Linked DNA regions of Anas platyrhynchos: region 2 is linked to region 1. The links are chromatin contacts, called in public Hi-C maps. All regions are on one chromosome and are shown on one strand. Each heading gives the region's core, a stretch centred on a gene start, on an enhancer-like site or on the middle of the called end of the contact. The rest is flanking DNA. Distances are from core to core; before and after follow the strand shown.

Region 1 (4,738 bases), core at 1,712-4,211:
TTGACAAACCCATATTAAACCCACTCAATGCTGCGAGACTCCACTTGCCCTCCTCAAGAGCCTTTCCTTTAAGGAGCAGTGTTTCAAGAGCAATAGGACGCACCAAGTGCACTCGGAACCCTGACTCGCTGGTTTCAAAATTTGCAAAGATCTTGCGTAATCCCGAGGCGCGTATGAAAGATAGCAGGAAAATTTAACCTCGGTTGTCAGCAGCAAAGCACAACGAAGCTCCTAGACTCAAGCTGTCCTTAATTAAGGATTTAGCAGGCTTTGGCCACGCCTCAAGAGAGCTTACTTAACACACGTGTGTATTCAGAGACATATTCAGAATCTCTCTTGATCTGTTAATTTGTGGAAAATCCAAGGAAAAAAAAGTGAAGGCTGTAGAGCTTTGAGTAGAAACTCGCTTTCAAACCAGATTTACGAGCGGACGGAACATGCTGTCAAATACCTAAGGAAGCATTTCTAAAACTTTCCCAGCCCCATTCACTCCTCGCAGTCACTTTCACTAGCACCTCCCTGCACATTCTCCCTGCGGCTCTCGGGCTGGGGTTAACTCCTTGCCGGCCCCCAGATGTCACTGGGAAGCAGCTCCACTTGGACGCTGCTCCGGCTCCGAAGTCCGACTCTGACCCCGTTATGAAAGTTTCTCCCTCCCTCTTTTTTTTTTTTTTTTTTTCCTTTTTTTTTTTTTTCCTCTCCCTCAACCCCTGGAGGGAAAACCGGGCTGTTTTTTCCAGGAACTAAACTCGCAGGGAGCCTCGCTAACGTGGCATTTAAAATACCCGTGCGCAGTGGGAGGGAGAGAGAACAGAAGAAGTGGGTCGGGGTGCGCGTCCGCCCTCTTGCCCCCCAAAAAACACGCGTGGACCCCACTCACCCGAGTCGCTGCTGGTGGTGGGTGGCGTGTCGACACCCAGCAGTGCCGGGGGGCTGGCACCGGGCTGCCCGGCCCTGGGGGCTCTCTCGCTGAGCGGGTAGGGGAAGACCACCGAGGGGTCGATGCAGTCGGCGGCGGCGGTGCCCAGGTCGTGCAGGTAGAGCCCGGACGATACCGCGGGGCCGGTGGGAGGCGGAGGCGGCGGTCCCCCCGTGGGGGGTCCCGTGGGGCCGGGCCGGGCTGTGGGACCCCCCTCCCGTCGGGCCGCCTGGTAGGACGCCAGCTTCTCGGAGACCACCTTCTCCAGCTTGGCGGCGGCGGAAAAACCGCTCCACATGCAGTCCTGGATGATGATGGATTTGACGAAGGTCTCGTCGTCCGGGTCGCAGATGAAGCTTTGGTTCACCATGTCCCCTCCGAGGAGCTCCGTCACCATCTCCAGCTGGTCGGCGGTGGAGGGGAAGCAGGAGGCGGCGGCCAGGCTGGAGCGGCGGCTGGGCGACAGGGGCGGCGTGGGCAGGAGCTCAAACTTCTTCCAGATGTCCTCGGACGGGGCTGGGGGCTGCAGCTCACTGCCCCTCTGCTGCGCCGCCAGGTAGAAGTTCTCCTCCTCCTCCTCGAAGTAGAAGTAGGGCTGCACCGAGTCGTAGTCGTAATCGTAGTTTTTGCTGGGGAAGCTGGCGCTGAGAGGCATCGCGGCGGCTGGTGCCTGCGGGAGGGGGAGGACAGGGGGACGCCGGGGTGAGCCTTGGGGGTCGGCTCTCCCCCCGCGACCCTAAAGGGGCGACCGCCCCCCAGCGCGCAGCGCTCCCTCCCGGCTCCCCGCGCCGTGCCGACGGGCAAAAAAACCCGCGGTCGGTTTCAAATTAATGTTAAAAAAAAATCATAATAAAATCCATGATAATCATAATAAAAAAGGTACGACCTCCCCTCACCCTCTCCCAAGTCGGAGGCGCGACTTGATCTACCGAGGGGGGCAGCTCCCGGTGCCGCCCCGACCACCCTCCCCGCGGCTCTCCCGGAGGGGCTCCGGCAGCTCTGTGCAGCCCTACTCGGTTCTGCACGGTTTGGCACGGCTCAGCTCGACGCGGCACGGCTCGGCTCGGCTCCCTCCCGCCGCCCCTCCGCAGCCGCCGCGTTCACACGGGGCACGGCTCCGGCACGAAGCCCTCTTCCTTCCCTCCCGGAGCAGCTCCGCCAGCCCGGGATCGGGAATCCGGGACCGAGCCGGGAAGGGAAGGGAGAGCTGCGGGGAGCTTCGAGCACCCAGGGGGGCTGCCCCCTTGCCACCCACCTGGGCGTGCGGGCAATGCGCGGGGACGGGCAGGGACCTCAGCAAAGTTTGCCAGGTCTTGTCATATACACGCATATAATATATATATAAATAAATATATATGTCTACGCAAAGATATATATATATATACACACGTATATATATACATGCATATATATCTATATATATATGTATCCATATATCCATATATATATATACCCATATATATGAATATAGGCAGAATGTGCAATAAGCATAACCTGCCCATGCATACGCGGGAGAAGCAAATGCTTCCCCTCCCCCGAGAAAAAATAAAAAAAAATAAAAAATAGATAGATATTTGAAGAGCCGAGAGCAAGCGAAAGGATGGGGAAGGCCGGTGCCCCGGCGCAGGAGAGCGTCCCCCGGGGGGGACCGCCGGTGTCCCCGTCCTCGGAGCGCAGCCCCGGCGGCCCCCGGTGTCAGCAGCCCTGTCAGTCCAAGCCACTACCGCGGCGGATCGAGTGATGGGAAAAGCGGAGCCCCGCGACTCACCGGCTTCTCCAAGGCGCCAGCTGCGAAACGGAGCGAGGCAATTATTGCGGGCGGTGCGGGGACCAACAAAATAAGGAAAAAAAATAATATATATATAAAATTATAAAAAGAACCGCCGGATAGGACGGGGAAAAAAAGGACAAAACGCCGGGAGAACGTAGATCTCTTCCTCCCACCAAGGTTTAGAAAAAAAAAAATAAAAAAAAAAAAAATCAAGGAGCAGCGGAGAGAAGGGGAATCAGATTGTACGGTCCAAGGCGGCGCGGCGCGCTCTGTCTGCTACAATAGAAGTTTAGTTGCTTTCTTGCTTTAAAGAGCCGGCGAGGGGCGGGCGTAAAAGTGCCGCGGGGGGCGGGGGCACCACCGCGGGGCCCCCGCTCGCTCCCGCCGTGCGCGCCGACGCCTCCCGCGCCCCCGTTCGGCAGCGGGCGCGCAGAGCTCCGCGCCTGGCGGCGGGGAGCGCGGCACCGCGAGGGGGCGGCCGAGGAGCTCCGCGTGTCCCCCCCACCACACACACACACAATCCCCCAGCCTTTAATTCCGCCGGGAGGTTTGGAAGGGCTGGGGGGGGGGGGAGGTGATGCAGCGCTCCGCGGTGGTTATTTTTTATTTTTTTTTTAATTTTTATTTTTTTAATTATTTATTTTTTTTCCACCCTTCTTACTACGAGCTGCGCAAGGAGAGGTCGGAAGTAAACATAGTAAAAAAAAAAAAATTTACTAGGAGGGATTAAAAGGCTGCTCCTCGCCTTTTCCCTCCTTGCTCAGCGCTCCCCGACAGGGCACAAGGGGGAGGGGGGTTCAACCCCTTTTTCCAACACTCCCCCTCCATGTAGGGGGGCTTCGGTGGGCACCCAGCCTCATCGGGGGGGCTCCGACTCGGGCACCCCCGCCCCGGGTCGCCGCTTTCTTATCCCGCCTTTGCGGGAGGATTAAACGGGAGAAAAGGAGGCTGCGGGGGGGGAGGGAGGGGGGATGTAGGGGTGTAAGAGAGGGGGGGCACAGGCCCGCGGGGGTCACCTTGCAGCCCGTTTTGTCACACCCCGGCTGCCCCCTGCCCCTTCCCTGTCCCTTCCCGGGGTCCCCCCCCGCCCCAGCTCCCGGTGCCCACCCCCGACGGGACGCCCCCATCTCGCTGCCCGGCCCCCCAGGACCGTTAGCTGACGCCCCCATCCCTCCCACCGCCGCACCTGCGGCTTCCCCGAGCCCCCCCCCTTCCCCGTGCTGAGCCCTCACCCCCTATTCCCTCCCCAAATCCCCTCAATTCCCCTAAACCTCCCTAGCAAAGCCCCTCTACTCTCCGCTCCACGGAACGTAGTGTCCGTTTCCCCCCCCCCCCCCAACTTATCCCATCCCTGCTGGGATTTTTTTATTCCCATTTATTTATATATCCCCCTCCCCACTTTTATTTTATTTATTTATTTATTTATTTATTTATTTATTTATTTATTTATTAAAGCACAACCCACAGGGCAGGATGCAAAGCTCGGGGCCGCCCCACGGGGCGAGAGGACCGAAGCTGGGGGGGGAAAGGACGGATGGAAGGGGGATGGAAGCGGGGGGGGGAGGGGGGGCTCCACCCCACCCCCTGTGAGGCTCCCGCCGGCGCTGGGGGGCGGCCCCGCTTTCCCACGGCCGCCGCCACTACCGTGGGGACATCGCGCCCCCTCCCGGCCGCTCCGAGCCCGCGGGAGGCAGCGCGAAACACCCCCCACCCCCTCTCCGGCACCTGCGACTCTCTCCTCCCCTCCCTCCCCCCGCAGCACCCCCCTCCCAGAAAGAAAATTAAAAAAAAAAAAAAAAGGAAAAAAAAGAAAAGAAAGAAAAGAAAAAAAAGAAAAAAGAAAAAAAATATTATTTTCACTATTTTACTATTTTTTTTATTTAATTATTTTATTTGAATTATTTAATTATTTTATTAACAATATATACTCTTATTGTTTTTAACGGGAAACGACCATTTCTGCTGAGCAGCCTTCCAGCAAAGCACATCTACAACCGTCCAACTCCTCACCAAGCAAATGTCCCCGAGTGCACTTTGGGGCGCTTTCT
Region 2 (5,176 bases), core at 1,165-3,664, 230 kb after region 1:
TGATTACTTGACATTTCAACACTAACATCAAAAGACTTGAAGGGAAATTCACCAAAGTACAAGACCAGTTTCAGTGAATTTCAGCCAACAAAACGATTAGTTTCAAAACTACCCCTGGGTTAAGTGGAGCCAATATTTTACCCTTGATTTGATACCTGAGTGTCTAATTTCTTTGAATATGAAACTCTAGAGAAGCTTTGTAAATGTGACCCCATGCAAATCAAAATCTAAGAATGTTTTCATTATGTTCTGTGAACTGAAACTGCTGAGTTTCACATCTCTCTAGATATTAAGCTGCTAAACCAGGGGAATTTTCATGTGTAGGTAATTAAGAAAACTTGATATTTTTAACTTCAGAATTATTATTTTTTTTGACACTGTGCATTCTATTGTGTGCCAGTTATCAAGCTTCAAAATTTATTTATTTGGCACTGATATTAGGAAAAAAAAAAAAAAAAAGATTGGAAAACTTTTTAAAAAGGAAATGTTCCCAAAATCATCGGGGAAAATATATGTATTTTATTTTATTTACTTAGTTTTCCCCCAGGTCAGGCATGACTAGAAAGTCCTGAGCTCTAATAATGGCCTCATACGTTGGAAATCCCTCTGTAGTGTTTTGTCTTCAATGAGTACTTGAAGACATTTCATTTGAATGGAAATGTTCTGATATCTTTTAATGTAATGTTGAGGAGTGTTCACGTCACTCATTTTAGGCATTATTTATGTTATTTATCTAGTCTCCTTTCTTATTCTTCAGCAGCACAGTGTATATATAAAGTACGAGTAAATCTAATAGAACTACTGAGATTGTGGCAAAGGCAGTTCTCCTGGGTCCTATCTGCTGTCTTGAACTCATGACCTTCTTTCCCCTCAAACTGATATTTTCACTGGAATCCTTAGCCACTGGGCATGGTCATTAAGAGGTCATTTAAAACAAGTCACACTTCTATATACCATCTAAGTAGTTGTGTTAGAAACTCAGAAATTCTGCTATGAATTCTAATATGCCTTAAAAAAAAAAAATCCAAATCAGGGAAAAAAAAACAAAGCAGTAAGTGGACTAAAATGTGGAGAAATGTTTCTTCAATACCACATAAACATTTCTGTAACCTTAAAAGGTTTATTGGAAGTAACTATGGATATTATCTATTCAACTTTCTGCTTGAAGAAGGACCAGCTCCAGAGCATGTCAGCTGTACTTTTGTCGCTGAGATTGGAAAAACTCTAGTGACAAAGTTATCAATCCTGTATTTTTTCTGAGATGATTAAAGAGAAAAATAGTTTGAGTATGTTGTACTTGTTTTCCTTTCCTGGATAGGCTTTATCTTCTGTGATTGAAGCATCTTCAGCAGTTGAAATTATAGAATTATTAAGATTGGAGAAGACCTTCAGGATCATCTGGTCCAACTTTCTCCAACCAACAATATCACCCTCTTTACCATATCCCTAAGCATCAGGTCCAACATTTCCATAAACACCCCCAGGGACAGTGACTCTACCACCTCCCTGGGAACCCGTCCCAGTGCCTGACTGCTCTTTCTGACAAGAAATGTCTCCTCATTTCCAGCCTGAACCTCCCCTGGTGCAACTTGAGGCCGTTCCCTCTAGTCCTATAACTAGTTAAAGAAAGATTCAGTCCAACAAGAATGATTGTCAAAATACGGCAGTGGGAATTTGTACTAAAACTATTCATCCCATATGCAGCAGAAAACCTCAAGAAGAATAAAAATTGTCTCATGGCGCAAATGTTTCAAATTGTTTGACAAACAGATGTCCCTTATAGATTTTTGTTTTTAATATTTCCTAATAGTTTATATTCATTGCAAAATTCTGCACTGCACTGACTAAAAAGTCAGTATTACCAATAAACAGTGCTTCTTCAGAATTAAAAACTGAAGAAACACTGATCCTAACACAGCTTAACTAGAAAATAAATATAAAATAAAATACAAAAAAAAAATAAAATACCTGGGGGCTGAAGGAATGCCAGAAAAAAATAATCAGATGAACAACTAGCATACTGAAAGACAGCAAACAGTCAAGGACAAGAGAGTTCTGACTCCTACTCATGTACTGCTAGCTGATCACCACATCTGTTTGCTATTTTTATAAACAGTGATCATGGGAAACTTCCTTGAACGTGCTGAGGGCCTTTGTGAAGCAAGCAGGTAAGTATGTGGTTGTTGGCAAGGCCTTGTTGGACCTGGTAGCTCAAATTAATCTTCATTTCCACCTATATTTGCTACCCTGACTGTGGTGTCCCACAATTTCCCATGTGAAGTGTTGTTTCAGATCCTTGTCTTATAATCTGAGAAGTGAAACCCCCGTCACCTGACCCAAATACCTTGGGTGAGATCTGTCGTTCAGGTTGAGAAATAAGGCCATGAGGTGCACATGATGACATTCTGTTGTGGTATGTGAGCACTAGAACAATCCTTCTCACTATTCTTTGTTCCACTTCCCCACTCTTCCCTTTCATGATACATTAGTCATCAAATCATGACTGAGAAAAATTTCCATGTGGTGGTATTTCAGTCATCTTACACCAAGGAAAACATGAAAATAACCAGTTTGCAGCACCTGTTGCTTCAAACATGCATTGCAGCTTGTCAAATGGAGTCTTTTCCCTATCTCCCCCTTCCTTTTTTTTTTTTTTTTTTCTGGCTAAGACTACAAACTAGTGAGCTCAAGACTGCCAGCAAAAGTGCTGACACAATCTTCACATTTCATGTACTAATGAGGTAGAAAATAATTGTTTGATGACATAAATTAATTAGTAGTCACAGAATTTTGAAAACAGACACTGTGTATTCCTGTGGTTTAATCAGGCCAGGATGATGTCCATGAAGAAACGTTTACTTTTGAAAAGAAGAGATGCAAAGCACAGCAAAGCAATAGGACTGGAAGAATTGCAATTTTCCATTAGTGTAATGGGCTGAGAGCTATAGGAGCTTCCTGCCTGCATGCAGCCAGCACTTGTGTCCAAGCTGCTGAGCATCACCGTGTTGCACTAGAAGTTTCTGCTTCTCACCATGGCAGAAAGCTAGCTGCAATGTGCCTCCCTTGCAGCATCTGAGTTTGCAAATGTATCTGGGATGTTTCAGTACGGATGGCTCAGGCTGCAGCCCTGACTCTGCTTGTGGAAGAGGAAAGAAGCAGAGGGAAGGACAGCATGAGGACCTTCAGGAAGCCAAAACCCATAGATAAGTTATGTTCCTTTACCTGGGTCAATTACTATGCATCCAGTATGATTAATTGCCATCTCGGAGAGGAAGCTGAATGCTGCTTGCCTTACGGGGATATAATGGAGTTGAAATTAATAATAATGAGGGCCAAGTATTGCTTAGGTATCTAGAAATACTTTTGGAATTGGGAATGTCATACAGAAACTTGTATCTTGATCCAAATTCTCAGTCAGTTTCCGCCTTCCTGTCTTCCCTAATTACCAATTTTACTCCATGTACAATGCATTCCTTTCATCGCAAATCAGATACAACTCACTGTGAATAAAGGATGACTTCAACCTTATGTGATTTATGTTTTTCTACTAGCAGGCTGACTTTGAATCCTGTACTTGCCATCCAATTGTTTTTCTGTGTGTGGGGAAGAATTCACAACTCAAACTCAAAGCTGGCTGAAGCACCTCTGTGTGGCAGTCATGTTTTTCCTCTGCTATAAAAACTCATGAGGTATTCACAAGGAAAACTGCTTAAAAGGTACAGCAGGACCAGAGGGCTTAAATTCATGTTCAGTTCCAGAAAAAAATATTCCAGAGGGAAGTGTGGGAAGTGTCTCGTAGGAAAAAAAAAAAAAAAAAAAAAAGAGTTGAAGCATCATTTCTTTGCCTGTGGGTTCACCCTTCTGTCATGTCTCCTGGATGGGCCCAGGGCTTCTGTGAGAATGAACAGGAACAAGCTGTGTTGGAATCAGCAAATTTAATGTCAGATGGAGACCGAGTTCACCTGGTTGAGGTTTTTAGATGAAATACTCTTTTAGTACTGAAAGACCCATTGAAAGCATTTACATGCTTACAGCTATAACATATTTGTCTGCACCATCAGGTTTCAGCATGCCTTAAATACTCCAGCACATGATAGGGATGAAAATGCTGGTAGATATAAGATCATGGAATATTTATTTGTCTGTGAGAGGAATCACAAGAGCTGATCTTTAGTGGAGTAGAAGATACAAGGAGCAGCAACACAATTGTCCATCCTGCATTCTGCCTGGACAATATGTCCACAGAAAAGTTGAAGATGAGATTAATTTAACCATTCTCTGGAGCAAGCTTCTTGGATGTTTTAAAAGGCATTGATGTCAGTGTTGCTTTCTTGAACAGTAAATTAGTTTCAGATCCATTGTGTTCAAAGAGTATGTTCTGCATGGCACAAATTTGATCTTCATATACAATCTATTACTCCTTTGGCGAGTGAATTTTAATCCTCCAAATCCCTTCTCCTACTAGCCATGGTGTGAATCCGTGTTGGGACTGGGCACTGGTCTGTGCGCTGTCACACCCAGTGGAGGAATGGGGACTCTCACAGGTGTTTTAGTGCACGTATGGGCATGCTGAGAATTTCAGATAATTTCTAATTAAAAATTGGTGCCTGTGGGTATCACTAGGAACTTGGAGGAGAAATCCTAGCTGCCTTCATGTTGATTTGCATAACAATGCCTACAAGAGCCTCGGGCTGTAATTTTGCTTTTCAAACTCTGCATTCCCCATTCCTTCCACAATTACATGGAAACCCATTTTCCTCTCTGTTCCTTTGTGGTCCTGCCACCCTGTGAAGTGATTAAAATTCCTTGCTGGCTTGAAGAGCTCTTGAGAGCTGTTGAAATCAATAGTTCTGAGCATCACCAGTGGCAGCCTTGATGCTGGGGGGAAAACATGGTGTTCTGTTGCTTGTGCACAAGGAAAGGGAAGGAAGATAAAGGGACTTTTGGTGAGAACTGACGGAAGCCCATGGGCACATTGCAGAAGGGAAGGGTGTTGTTCTCCTGATTTCACCCATACCCTTGAGCACGAAATGCCATTTCATAAGCAGCTCTGTGAAGCTGTGTATCTCTTCCCCTCCACTTGGGACAGACTGTTGCCCTTCTGACCTTGACAAGGCACAGAAAACCACAGGAGCTAAGTATCCGACTGTCACACCTTCCCCTCCTCCATCCTTGT

The links. Hi-C and Micro-C count contacts between places; a contact is called where the count stands out from the background.
Region 2: a contact with region 1 is called in a Hi-C map of skeletal muscle, with 2.8 times the contacts expected there. The contact joins the enhancer-like site here to the promoter of MYC in region 1. A contact is called at or near these places in 3 of 8 Hi-C or Micro-C datasets (liver, skeletal muscle and subcutaneous adipose tissue).

What each region holds. Positions count from the first base shown.
Region 1 is chr2:10,332,247-10,336,984 of IASCAAS_PekinDuck_T2T, forward strand. MYC (MYC proto-oncogene, bHLH transcription factor) reads right to left here and starts at 2,962. Exons shown (of 3, transcript XM_038175084.2): 1 at 2,688-2,962; 2 at 881-1,589. The coding sequence starts at 1,574.
Region 2 is chr2:10,563,582-10,568,757 of IASCAAS_PekinDuck_T2T, forward strand. No RefSeq gene overlaps it. Among named protein-coding and RNA genes, the nearest start is that of LRATD2, 200 kb to the right of the region's middle. Within about 2 kb of position 2,415, at least 2 of the 8 cell types and tissues checked have an H3K27ac peak or open chromatin away from gene starts, as enhancers often do.